Regions from separate parts of the Mus musculus genome. Here region 1 is linked to region 2. Evidence: chromatin contacts called from public promoter capture Hi-C data. All regions are on one chromosome and are shown on one strand. The core of a region is the stretch at or near the end of the contact, and the rest is flanking DNA. Distances in the headings are between cores, read along the strand shown. Region 1 overlaps Palld (palladin, cytoskeletal associated protein). Region 2 overlaps Palld (palladin, cytoskeletal associated protein).

Region 1 (7,053 bases), core at 985-3,484, 93 kb after region 2:
AGATAAGTTGTTTAAACCTCTGATTGAAAAGGAAAAGGAAAAGAAAATTCGGTAAGGTTAAAACATTCCTCTGAAATTGAGGGGAGGGAGGGGAGGAGGAGGAGAGACAGACTGAGAGACAGCAACAGAGACAGAGAGACAGACAGAGACACAGAGATGAGAATTGTGTGCCCCATGCTAAGCGGTCTCATCTTCTTTCAAAATGGTTCATGATCCACGCATAGTAGATCAGTGTGTGTGTGTGTGTGTGGGGGGGTGCCTGGCAGTGAAGAACGTTAATTAGCATGCTGGACTGATGACCAGTATGTGTGGAAGCTGAATGCAGTTGCCCCTGGTATTCAGGGAAGATTGGCTCAATAGCTCCTCAACAGAAGACAAAATTATGTGATGTGCAAGAGCGCTCTCTGAGTGCCATAGTTTTTGTATATAAGCTATGCATATTCCCTAGCCTTCCATGTGTGTGGTGGGGAATAGTAGAAGGGCGTGTTTGCATCCCACTCCACAGGTACCACGGTGTATATGGAGGTCACAGGATAACGTGTGGAAGTCAGTTCTCTCCTTCTACCATTTAGGTCCTGTCTTAGTCAGGGTTTCTATTCCTGCACAAACATCACGACCAAGGAGCAAGTTGGGGAAGAAAAGGTTTATTCAGCTTGCATTTCCACATTGCTGTTCATCATTTAAGGAAGTCAGGACTGGAACTCAAGTAGGTCAGGAAGCAGGAGTGGATGCAGAGGCCTTGGAGGGATGTTTCTTACTGGCTTGCTTCTCCTGGCTTGCTCAGCTGTTTTCTTATAGAACCCAAGACTACCAGCCCAGGGATGGCACCACCCACAAGGAGCCCTCCCCGCTTGATCACTAATTGAGAAAATGCCCCACAACTGGATCTCTTGGAGGTATTTTCCCAAATGAAGCTCCTTTCTCTGTGATAACTCCAGCCTGTGTCAAGTTGACACATAAAACCAGCCAGCACAGGTCCCACCCAGGGATTGAACTCAGGTAATCAGGTTTGGCTCCAAGCACCCTTACAGGCTGAGCCATGTCCCAAGCCCCTAGTATGATTCAGAACATCTTTATGGTAGAAACACTAATGAAACATGTCATGTAAATAGTAGCTGCCCTGTATTGTTTGGGGGAATAATGGCAGGGTAAAAACATACCCATGCAATTCCTATCCAAGCCTTTCTGGTCTGTGCTTGGCTGAATCTGCACATGTGGGACCCCAGGATACAGGATACAAAGGACACCCTGGGAAAGCTTCTCGGGTGTTAACCGTTCTACTACCCAGGAATGTCCCCACCTGGCTTTAGGACTTTTAAAGCTGTAGATTGAATCAAAGGTTTTCCTCCTCTAGGAACCCCTCAATTATCTTTTCTGCTTTAGGACAAATAAGCATTTCTATATAATAACTGTTAAACTGTGAGAGCCGACTTCTAGTGACCTTCCAAAGGTGAGTTAACAGCTACAGATGTTAACTTGATCACAGATGATCACTGCCTGAAGAGAATAGGGCTATGATTCTATTATTTATTCATCTAGTCTTTTTTCTTGTTGTACTGAGTATGCATATGTCTGAGTGTGATATAGTAAATTATTCTAAAATGAAGACTGGGTAGTACTTCATAGTACATTCTGTGATGTTTAAATGTGGATGTCTGTGAGCACGTTACTCTTCTGGTATGTGTGTTTTGCATTAGTCTATCATTTTTTACTGGGCCTTGGTATTTCGTTTCTTATAGTACTTTTCTCCCTCTATTCATGTCTCCTTGTGGCTTTCTGAAGCTACTTGAACAACTTGTCCTCTCCCAATCGGTCATGTGATGCTCTGTAAATCCCTAGAAGATCCTTCAGAACCACTGGGGTAAACCCCAGCTGCCTGCTAGGCTGCCATCTTCCTTTGAGATGATGGGACATTAGGTTGGAAACTGAAGTTATTTACTATGTCGTTTGGCCCAGATTAGCAGCTGTCAGATCTTCTAATCCAGCGATAGAATCTAGGAGGGAAGTGATTTCATCCCTGAAGCATATACAGAAACTTCAAGATGACTTGGAGAATGTCTGAAGACTTACATCTTCCCAGAATGTCGGGGCCCTCTAGCCAAAGAGCAACTGTTCAAAATTTTCACCATTCTCGGAGTTACTTATTTTGGTTTAATTCTGAAAGCCCTTGAGTTCATCAGCATGCAAAAGGAATTTTCTTTGGATGTCATGACTCACACTCGGGTTTGCAGAGAAGATAAGTGTTGGGTGATGCACACAGTGTTCTGGCCAGGGACTTAACTTGACAGCAGCAAGGAAGCAGGAGCTGTGGTTGACTGTAGGGCTGGGAGCAAAGAGCAAAGCCCCTTAGCCTGCACACACACACACACACACACACACACACACACACACACACACACACACACAGAGCTAACATCTGAACACCTACAGGACTCTCCTTGTTAAGATGGAGTCCCACTGGTTAGCTGATTGATTCTCCAGTCTGCTAACTAATTCCATGCTAACAGCCTAAATTAAAAGTTAATGAAACACAGCCAGGGCCCCATTATATGTCACATGTAATGGCCTTTCATTACAAAAAAACCTGGGGCTTCATCAAAAGGGAAATGTCTGGGAGATCACTCTGGGTTGGAAGGCACCCACAGCCAGAATATCCCTGAGCTCAGTGTGCCTGCCTGCCAAGTCTCAGGGCAGCTGCTTCACAGAGTCAGGAAAAGAAATCCCCACAGGTATCCTGTGAGCAGACTGACCAGAGCTCACAAAGCAGTATTGTTTGTGGCCCAGCAGGGTCTGCTTGGGATGAGAAAAGTCTGTTGGAGTAGACTACTATGCACTTAACAGCTTCACACTCTCTAGGAATCTGCTAGGAAACTCACATTTGACATGCACTTCCAAGGGAGAAGGAGCTGGGGAAACCCAGGGTCTCCCTGTCACCTCCCAGGGGTCACCACTTGGCTTAAAGGCAGGTGCAAAGAAATCCAGACTCTCAGGCCTGGCTCGCCTTTGAAGAGTCTTTGCCTCCACACTTTGGTGGTTGCTTGTGAATTGATGGTCTCCAAGTCTCTCTCACATTGTAAACCAAGCTCCTGATGCCTTCACAGGCCCCGGGAGTTTCTTCCAGTACCTGTAACACCATGTGCAAGCACTGTCCTGAGTTGGCCTATGAGCCAGCATTGCTGTAGACTTCTGGGTAGTTTGTGCTAGAACCCGAGTCACCCTTTACAGTCCTGACTTACCAGTGACTCATTAGGACCAGGGGATGGCTATAGGTGTTCACTGTATGTGTTCTTCGAGTCCCTAGAGACAAGCTTACATAACTGTCAATACAAACACACACACACACACACACACACACACACACACACACACACACACACACACACACACAGAGTGCAGGAGAGAAATGTGACTCCTTTTAGGGGATGGTAATATTATTTTAACATTTAAACAGAGCTCATTTTGAACAATTATAGTGCAAATTCATTACTTGCTCTTTAAAAACCACATTCACATAGGCATATACATATTTAAATATGTAACCTAACTCCAGAAAGTGGACAATTCCTACAGGTTACTATTGGGTCTATCCACAGCAACATTTTCCCAATGACTGTCTACAGGAGGGAGAAAACATGAGGTAAGAGATAATGCTGGATAATTTTGTGTGTGGGGGGGGGCGGGGGGGGGAAATACAGACTCAAAGACTACAAAAGGGAAGCTAGATTGAGTAATGTAAAAAATTAATTGGTAAAATATTTATTTTGTTTTTGATGTTTCATGAGGCTGAGACCAAGCCAGACAGATGTGGATTTTTGGATTTATCACTGCAGTCAGCACACCCTGCACCTCCTCCCAATGGCACAGGCGGGATCAGGAGGAACAGTTTTTAAATTGCTTTGACCCTACAGCAAGGAGAAAATGATAATGAACACTAATGAAACTATATGAAAACCATTCGGTGGTTGTTAAGTCAAGTAAAAGAGGCTTCACAAAACTTATACTAAAAGCAGAGTAAAGAACTGTAAAGAAAAAACACCAAGACTGAGCGAGGAACAAAGCTGCAGAGAGCTAGACAGTCTACTCGAAGAACCGTGCAGGGAACCATTTTGAAGCCACACCGCTGATTGTGAATATTAAAGAAACTTCTACATGACTGTATGTGCTGCTGCAAAGAGAAAGAAAATACAAGAATATGGCACAGTTGCTTATACACGGTGCATTACATGGCTAATAATCACAAAATAGAATGCGCGTTTGCGGCTACTCCTGAGTAAGGTGTTCGGGAATAAGGGCATGTATAAGTAAAACAGATGTTTAAATGGAACTTCCACATATAGGTTTTAAAAGGAGATGCTATTTCCCTGTCAAATTGTATTTCTCTTCAGTATGTTTATATTGAAAAGTCTGAAATTAATGGCTCCTAAGGAATAAAGTGATGATTTTATGTGCTTTGTGATAAAGTTTATAATATAGAAAAAATTAAAAAGTGTGTGTGTGTATGTGTGTTAAGGGAGTCTTTTGTTTTGGATTACTATGACAAGAACATTTTTAGCCCAAAAGGTAATTTGGGGTGCTGATAGTATGAACCAGCCACAGTGGAACCCACGATCCACAGAAGTTTATGAAGAGAAGACAGTCTAATGTTTGATGCTTAAGTTTAGAAAAATTCACATGATCACCATTACTTTATGCTAGCTTCTTTCACAGCTATCTCCCTGGTGCCAATAAAGTGAATGATTGAAAGCTGAATGTTATATTTTTAAAGTGTTGAGAGGAGGACCAGTGAAGCCAGTCTACTTGCTTAGGTTCTGATGTCTTTAACAAGTCACGTGGGCGTGGACGTATGTCGCACAGCCTTTCTGAACTCAGTTTCTCATCTGTAAGATGTAGATAATGCTATCTTCTTGACAGTGAGTAAGGAATAAATGATCTTCTATTTTGAGTTACTTAAAATAGTGCTTCACTGCTAGGCAAAAATCGTCATATAAGTATTTATTGTGTGTATCTACCATGTGCTAGCACCAGAAATCCAAACATCACCAAAGATAGCTCAGCCTTGAGGGAAAGCAACAACGTAAACCATAGCTGTGAGCCATGGCACGTCACCCAAGCAAAGACAGACACATCAACGTTGACCTTGATGTTTTACGTCCCAGAGGTAGGCCAACTACATTGAACATGCTAACTTGATAGTGAAAGACTGAAGGCTTTCTGCTCACAAGGCAAGGGTGCCTTTAACAGCGATGTGCAATATTTTCTGGTGGGTCCTGACTACTGTAAATACAACAATAAAAATGACAGCAAAGGTCTAGTTTGGGTGGAAGGAATCAAGACTGTATTTGTAACTCATGCCATCGTCTATGCAGAAAGCCCAGTGGTGCAGTGGAGTTTAGCAAGGTTTCTGATAACAGAATCGATATGCATTTGGATTGCTTAATATTTTATACACAAGGCAGGATGCAATCAGAAGCTGGCATTTACTTATTTTTCCTTTTGAGAGAGGACAACGTTGCCCTGGTCTAGGGTGCCCTTGATCTCCTGCTTCAGCCTTCTCCCCATCCTGAGTGCTGGGTCTACAGATATGTGGAGAATTGCACAACAATAGATTCAACAAAGTGTCAATTCACATCCCACTGGGCTTTCTGCTAGAAGCTGCTAAGCCAATCCTAAAACACAATGTACAGATGTGAGAAAAGATCCACAGAAGCCAAAGCAACCTTGAAAGAGAGCAAAGGTCAACATCTCGAATTGCTTACTTTAATTTACACTATAAAGCCACAGTGATCAAAACTGTAGAGTATTGACATAAAACCAGATACAGAGACTAATGGAAAAGAGGACACAGAGGGCAGAGCTCAGGCATATATGACAACCAATTTTGACAGCTACAATTTAATGGAGAAATGAGTCTTTAAAAGCAACAGTGCTGTAACAACCTGGCCGTGTGTATGTGTGTGTGTGTGTGTGTGTGTGTGTGTTTGTGTGTGTGTGTGTGCATTCAAGAACATCAATCAATATCTCACACCATGAACAAACATTCACTGAAAATAGACTCAATATCTAAACAGTAAGAGATCACAGGAAGAAACTGGGGATGGGGTGTGTCTTAGTCAGGGTTTCTATTCCTGCACAAACATCATGACCAAGAATCAAGTTGGGGAGGAAAGGGTTTATTCAGCTTACATTTCCACACTGTTGTTCATCACTAAAGGAAGTCAGGACTGGAACTCAAGCAGGGCAAGGAGCAGGAGCTGATACAGAGGCTGTGGAGGGATGTTCTTTACTGGCTTGCCTCCCCTGGCCTGCTCAGCCTGCTCTCTTATAGAACCAAGACTACCAGCCCAGAGATGGCACCACCCACAAGGGGACCTCCCCCCTTGATCACTAATTGAGAAAATGCCTTACAGCTGTATCTCATGGAGGCATTTCCTCAACTGAAGCTCCTTTCTCTGTGATAACTCCCGCTGTGTCAAGTTGACACAAAACCAGCCAGTACAAGGGTGGAAACATCTCTGTAAGTATCAATTAAGAAAGAATTTCTCAAGGGGCAGAGAGATAGCTCAGCAGTTAATAGTACTGACTCCTTTTCCAGAGGACCTGGGTTTAGTTCCCAGCATCCACACTGATTTATAGCCATCTGTACCTTCAGTTTCAGGTTTCAAAACTGCACTGTTTCTGATGAAAGTAAATGAAAACCTACAGATTCTGAGAAAATGTTTGCACAGCACCTGCCTGATAAAGGACTCACACCCCATGTCTATAAGTAACTTAATAAGAACTTCTCAGTAGGAAGAAGACAAACAAGCTGGTCAAAAACCAGGCAAGAGATAGATACCAACAGCAGATTGCTAGGGGAGATGCACAGAGGGCAAAGGCACACAGAGAAAATGTTTATCTCACAGGAGTCATGGAAGCACAAGTTCAAACTAAATCCTTTTACTCCCCTACTGAAATGACCCTCACATTAAGAAAATCTGATGATATCAATGATGATTTTGACAGAGAAAATCTGGAAATATCATTCAATGATAGTAAAAAAAAAAAAGTGGAGTG
Region 2 (6,703 bases), core at 1,406-3,905:
AGCAAACACCGACTACTTTTCTTGGAAGGGGTGGGGAGGAACAGTTGAAAATAAGAAGGGAAGGCTATCTACTCTACACTCCTAGGAAGCAGACACTGTGGGTAAAAACCATGTGGGTGCTACGTCCCTCCAGAAGGCTATCTGTGCACGGGCGAGCAACTTCAGTGGTGCACAGAATTTTCTCAAATGAAGAAGGGGGAAGTCAGCACCACGTTTTTCTCCATTTACTTTACACAATACACATATAGCATACGGGCTCCCCCCTTGATCGGCAGCCCATCTCTTAAGCAAAAGCAAGATTGCTAGCACATTTCACTCACACACAGAAGCAACAGCAAGGCTCTAACATTACATGTCAGTGTTTAGGGCGGAGCCTGAAGCTTCCTGCCTGCAAATTATCATGAGCACAAGATATTCCCAGGCATATTCCCAGGGTCACAGTAAGTAGGAGATGTTTGTGCTGTTCTGTTTTGAGACAGGGTCTTGCTATGTAGCCTAGTCTGACCTTCAGTTTAGCCATATTGCCACTTCAGCTTTGTGAATGCTGGGATTGCAGGTGTGCACTGCCCTGCTTGCTTCAGAGACTATTTTAATTATGCTTTTTTTTTTCTTTAAAAAGTTACTGTACCTGAAAATAGTTTACTGGTTTGAGGTAAGGAATACAACGGTCTGAATAAAATTATGAAATCGTATACACTACAAGCTGTTTCCTTTAATTTCATCACTGTCAAATGGATCACCCCGCTCCCAGAAGGGTGTCTAATGCATGAAATCCTTCTCATGCCTTTCGGTTTAGTGTATTTACCTAAGCTAGAACTCAAGTCAAGTTTGCAGATAAATGAGAAGAAATAAGTTCATCTGATACCACATGAAATATTGATGCCAGCCACAGTATATATAATTACCATACAGCAGTAGAAACAGACACACAGACACAAAAGGAAGCACAGAAGGTCAGTACAGTGGGAGACTGGACAGAGGAAGGGTAGAGTTTAACCTTTTGACCATCCAGAGGACCCCCTACAGAAGCCCGAGGAGCCCCAGCGTCCTGTAATGGCAGAAAACAAGACATGAGACCATCTGGAATATGCAGCAGGGTTTCAAGGTTCCTTTGAAGGAATGTGTGTGGTGGCAAATGTTGCCTGAGCACAGTGACATTTCCAGACTGAAGGAGGCCTGTTCTCAAGGTCAGGAGAAGGGCGAAGACTTCCCATGAATCATTAGGCTTGCTTTAAAGCTTTGTTGGGGCCTCTTCTGTTCATTTGGTTTTCTTGTGAGACCTCTATCTTCCAACTCCAATTGGGAGAAATGGAACTACAGAGTAGCTCCACACATGTCCTTTCTTGGTAGCTGCGGGGTTGTAAGATAGCCCCTTGGATCCCTGTCAGTTAGTGATTTATGATCACCTATGTGAAAGAGGGCAGAGGCTCCCCTTTCTAGTTTTGACTGACTTTGAGAACATTAAGGGCGCACCGATTCGCTTACTTCAAAGAGGAAGGGTGAAAGGGTTTTCCATGCAAACCATTTTTCATTAGAGCATAGGACAGTTGGAAAAACACAAAGATACCGGAAAGGAAAACACAGCAATCGATACCAGATCAGTATCAATAATGTCAATTAGTTCACTGAGAGGGTCGACTAATCAATCACTCAGCAATGTCAGCATGTATCCAGTGAGTAAAACCTACGAGGTTGACAGGACAGCAGCAATCTTGCTTTTCTATGACTTGCCTGCTACTTGCCTCACAATGGATCCCAAGAACAGAGGCGGGGAAGGTGGGCGGAGCCATGATTATTTCTCAGGAAGTTAGGAGCAATGCCGTACCTGATTGGCTGCCGTTTCCTCTGGCTCCTGGATGTTGAAGACGTTTGCGCTGTCGGCTCCAAGCAGGCGGCGAGCCATTCTTTCCTCATAGGTTAGCCTCTGCACAGAGTAAGTCACAGAAATACACACTTAGGGGGAATCACAATCACACATTGCTTATGGAAAGGGAATAAAAATATAAAATAGGGTTGGACATTTTTCTGTGACTAGTCTCCTTTCAGCTTCATAGCTGCATCCGAAAGAGTCTGTTGCTTTCCCTGGCTTTGTTTTCTCCTCTGCTTCTGCTCCGTGTAATCTAAATCCAATATTGGGAGATGAGATAACTGATCCTGGCAGCTACCACCCAATATGGCACAGATCCATATGAATGATCAGTGACAAGGCTAAGGCCACATAGGATAGCTGTGTCCTCCTTATCTTTAGAAAAAAACCCCAAAACATCGAAACCAAAACAAAACAGAAGAAAAAGATGATCTCAAGACAGCAGAAGAAGGCTTAAAGGAGATGTTCTTTCATGGGCTGTCACAGGCTTCCGACCATCCATGCCGGCCCCAGCCAGTGACAGAAAGAAAGCTACTTAAAAGGGCAGCAAAAGGAGCCCTGAGAGGAAAAGCAGGTGCTGTGGGCAGAAACAATCCTGCCAGTCAGTTACCACCACACATGACACACAGGATATGCTCCATCAACGTGAGCGCACTGCCTCGGTTGCAGTGTAAGCAACGTGAAGCAAACACAATCCACACAGAATGACTACACACGGCTGAGGTAAGGAAGGACAAGTCTGTGCCAAGCCAGCATCCGGCATCCTCAGTTAGGATGTGCACAGCTTGCCCACTGGAAGGAAGAGCACACAGTTGCTGCCTCTAGCAGTTGGCCGGTGATTCTGCCAGACCAGTCCTATGTGGAACATGGCAGCAGCTTTGTTGTCTGCTAATATAATTCTTGCACTCGACTGTTGGTCCTATGTGCCCTAGAATTATGGATCTGGAGGAACTTTGAGAGTTCACAAATCTCTTTAGGGGCCTTTTCCAACAAGGGATCAGTTAGAAATAAGGAATAATTAGGAGGGTAGAATCCGTAAAATATAAAAGTACAAGCATTATTTCATATGACCCTTCAAAACTTCTGAATGTCAACACAAACACTGTTCAACATTCCCTAATCAGAAAAATATGTTGGATGAACTTACAGTTTCCAGTAATTGCTGGTTCTCGTCCCAGCCGAAACTGGGAAGTGAAACAGATCAAATGCCAAATAGCCCTAAGGTTGAAATTATTTCATTTGCTAAAGGAATGGCAGGGGACAAGAAGAGGGTGTCCCAATGCTTCAGGGAGTGATTTGGTCCAGTACAACTATGCAAAGTGATTTTATCAAGTCTATTAAGATGAGGGAGTTCAGTTTTCAAATGGGCTCTTATTGCTTTTATCATTGTTCTCTGACAAAGTCTTCCTTACGTTCTGGTGGAGAATTTTATCACCATCAGTGGAAGACCGGTTCTGCATAGGCAGAAATAGCGACTGCATACCTATTCCTTCACCAAGATGCCCTAGCTTCCCCCAGAAGCCAATCTCACTTCCCAGTTTGGATTTGATGTCATTGTGATATATGGAAATACAAGCTCTTGTCTACAGAAGCCAAAATAAGTAACAGAATATTATGGGATGGTATGAACAACTCATTCGAGATTCCCTTTTTAAAAAAAAAAAGGAAATTCAGTTTTCTTGATCTAAACTATCAAATGAAGTTACTATGAATGTTTACGTATTGCTAAACAGATAGATAATATATACATATATGAGTTGTACCTTATACAGGTTTTACTTTTAATCCAAGAGAGTCCTCATCCATAAGGAATACTTAAATAAAAAAATGGTTTGTGTTGGGGAGGAGTTGGAGAGATGCCCTCACCTGGCTAAAAACAGTCCCCCTAAGCATCTGTTTTAATCTTCCAACAGCTTTTGTTGACAGAACCAGGGAACGCTTCCAGCGTGCGTGCAATCACTGGTTAGAGGTGGAGGTCACATACTTCCCTCTTTTGCAGAGCCCCAGGACCCAGTGAAACAAGCACCACAAAGCTTGCTAGAAGCTTCATCCGCCTTAAGATTAAGGGCCCTTAATCACTAGTATCACCATGAAAAAAATCCCACAAACCTAGAGCAATTTCTGTTCTGAAACGGCATCTGAGATGATTTTAAGCAAGCTTATTTTTCTGGTATTTCATGATACAGCCAGAAAAGACTCATCTCCTATGTTTAGGATACCTAATTTGCTGGCCTTTCCCAGCCCTTTAAAACCTCTGAGATGATACAAAAAGATTAAGCAAGCAAACAAACTCAGCTATGGAAAATTTAAGTAGGGATGAACCATCTGTTTCCCATCAGATCGATGGTCACAGTCAAAGCCTACGGCCTTAAGGCAGAAGTAGTTTCTGTTGTCAAGTGTGGTAGTATTGCTGTAAAACTTGGAGCAAGACAGTGGGACAGACATTACTGCAAGGTGTGGGAGCAGCGTCTACTCAGTCAAGGAGAACAGGACTCAGCCGTAGCAGTGGGTTTTCTAGCCCAGGTTATCCTGGGTGGAAGCCTTTCATTCCATTTCACTGCTTCTGGGTACCAGCTATCCCAGAGTACCTTCCTATTTCCTCCCAGGGAGCCACCTAGCTAAGATGGACTCTCTGTGGGTCCTTTATAGCACTGTATATCATGTTGTGGTGTCAGCCCTAGTTGCTGCCATCAGTACTTCCGTGTCTCTCCTACTCACTAAGAGGGATACTGGAATTCAGAGATAATGACAGAGCCTCATGGACAAGTCTTATGAACGTGAGCCTGAGTGAACCAGAGGAGATCTGGCTGGCGGGGCTGGGGTTCCAAGTCTAAGGCCCTGTTCTATTAGTACTGGTTAAGCCCCTATTCCATCAGTACTGGTTAAACTCCTGTTCCATTAGTACCGTTTGGCTAGCCCCTGTTCCATCAGTACCAGTTAAGCCCCTGATCCATCAGTACCGGTTGGCCATTGTTCAGAAGGTCCTCCTTGAAGCGAAGCTTCCGTTCCAGGTCTTGGATGACAGCATCCTTTGTGCCTTGAATCTCCTCATCAGAGGCAATTCTAGCAGTTCTACTGGACTTCTTTGGGAACCCCCTGCACAACAAAGGCATAAGTATAGTTAACTGCTGGGCATACACACAAGTCCAAGTCAGCCTTCAAGTTCAACGAAGCATAGATAGATGGCCTTCATAGTGTATCCTTTTAAAGCATCTACAACTACTCATATGAAGAGAAGGTGCTTTCAGGAGTTCAGGAAACACTAACTGGAACCTGGTCTTGAGGAAGGTTCGGACACCCATAGGGGAGCATATTCAGTGGCTAGGTAAATGCCACAGACAGAAACTACCTGTGTTTCAATCCTAGGGAGTAGCAACATGAAATGAAAATCTGATGTGTCTTCCTATGAGGCTTAAACAGACTCAGCCTTGATCTTGGGCAAGCTTCTTAAAGTTGCTTAAAAATACACATAAAAATATATAAAGATGAATGCAACGTGTGAATGTTGAGAGGACTTAAAAAGGACAAATTTCTCTTATGATTTTAAAAATTTTCTGGTCCTTCATAATTCAATGTATCCAATGACAAGGCTATAAGCCTCATTATAAGCAATACAGGAGTAGCATCATTTGCCAGGTATATCTGGGGGTCAGAATCTAGGGATGTAGCCTAGTCGGTAGAGTGCTTGCCTAGCATGCATAAAAACCTGAGTTCTATACTCAGCAGAGGGAAAAGACTGGGTGTTCTGTAATTGCCGCTATCCCAGCACTAGGAGGTTGGAGGTCAGGAAGGTAGGAGTTCAAAGTCATTGTTGGCTACATAGCAAGTTCAAAGCCAGCTCGGGCCATGCAATACTTTGTCTAAAAATGGTGAAAATCCTTCATTGTGTCTTATATATTTTATATGTCTATAAGGGGCATTCTACATAGAATTCTTAGTGTGCCTGCCTTTTGACCATGACCCATCACAGGAGATTTCTCCCTTCCAGTATCATGTGAATGCTCAAAACAGTGTGCATTTGAAAAGGGTTTCAGAAATTGGATTTTCACATTAGGGATATTCAACTCGAGTCACATTTGTTACATCCCCTTCTGTCTCCACGAGTCCTATTTGACTAGTGCAAGTCTGTGTTATAAGACCTTTGGAGTGATTTTACACAAGAGGGCTATGACAGGCATTACAATGGATGGTAAGCCTTAAATCTGGACTTCTGCAGTAGGTCACACTGTAAGTATCAGCAGCAAGACTTTTCTTTCCAAGGGCTACAGCAATTCCCCCACTGTGCACCAGGGGGCACCAATGCTGCGTGTTGGATAGGTGTGGACCCCTGCTGGTGTCTTAAGTAAACTGCTTCCTATTTCTCTGCCTCTTCCCTGATTACCTCAGTGGGTGGAAATCAATGAAAGAGGAAAAACTATGTAAATGGAAAATGAATAGCCCATCACTACCCTATTCAACAGAGTTGAATTTTGGCGTTCACAAAAAAAAAAAAAAAAAAAAAAAAGCAAGAAAGCAAGTCACAGAAGGATGCATATAGTACTACTACGTATAAAGTATAAAGAGGCAAAAGCTAAAATCTGGTGCACTCTGAGTGAACAGACCAAGGGGTCACCATGACCCAGAGGAGCTATTAGTGACAGATCGGCAACATCATTCCAAACCCGATTCAGAAGAAGCAGAAACTGGGCTGGAGCCCAGCAGTCTGTATTTAATAACTTCTCTGGGTGATTCTGAGACATGTGAAGGTTGGATAAACAGACTCGGGGAAACATAGACATGGGGAAAGCCATAAAAGAAGAGAACTCTCAACTCAGATGCTCAGGGTAGTGGTTAGCT

Evidence for each region. Capture Hi-C pulls out chosen DNA fragments and counts their contacts.
Region 1: a promoter capture Hi-C map of adipose tissue shows a contact between it and region 2. The contact joins two enhancer-like sites. A contact is called at or near these places in 4 of 484 Hi-C or Micro-C datasets (bone marrow-derived macrophages, liver, macrophages and 1 more), 3 of 115 datasets of contacts at active chromatin or transcription factors (embryonic stem cells, extraembryonic endoderm stem cells and heart atrium) and 2 of 9 other capture datasets (adipose tissue and pancreatic islet).

Annotation. Positions count from the first base shown.
Region 1 is chr8:61,626,882-61,633,934 of GRCm38.p6, forward strand. The region is part of intron 10 of Palld (palladin, cytoskeletal associated protein); the gene reads right to left. It overlaps Gm35254 (a long non-coding RNA gene), which reads left to right. Exons shown (of 2, transcript XR_001778560.2): 1 at 1-3,637; 2 at 3,783-4,444. Among named protein-coding and RNA genes, the nearest start is that of Gm35254, 9.9 kb to the left of the region's middle. Within about 2 kb of position 2,235, at least 40 of the 459 cell types and tissues checked have an H3K27ac peak or open chromatin away from gene starts, as enhancers often do. A contact at or near this core is called in adipose tissue, where this site is marked.
Region 2 is chr8:61,533,861-61,540,563 of GRCm38.p6, forward strand. It overlaps Palld (palladin, cytoskeletal associated protein), which reads right to left. Exons shown (of 22, transcript NM_001293772.2): 12 at 4,828-4,963; 13 at 1,826-1,924; 14 at 998-1,048. Among named protein-coding and RNA genes, the nearest start is that of Cbr4, 49 kb to the left of the region's middle. Within about 2 kb of position 2,656, at least 17 of the 459 cell types and tissues checked have an H3K27ac peak or open chromatin away from gene starts, as enhancers often do. A contact at or near this core is called in adipose tissue, where this site is marked.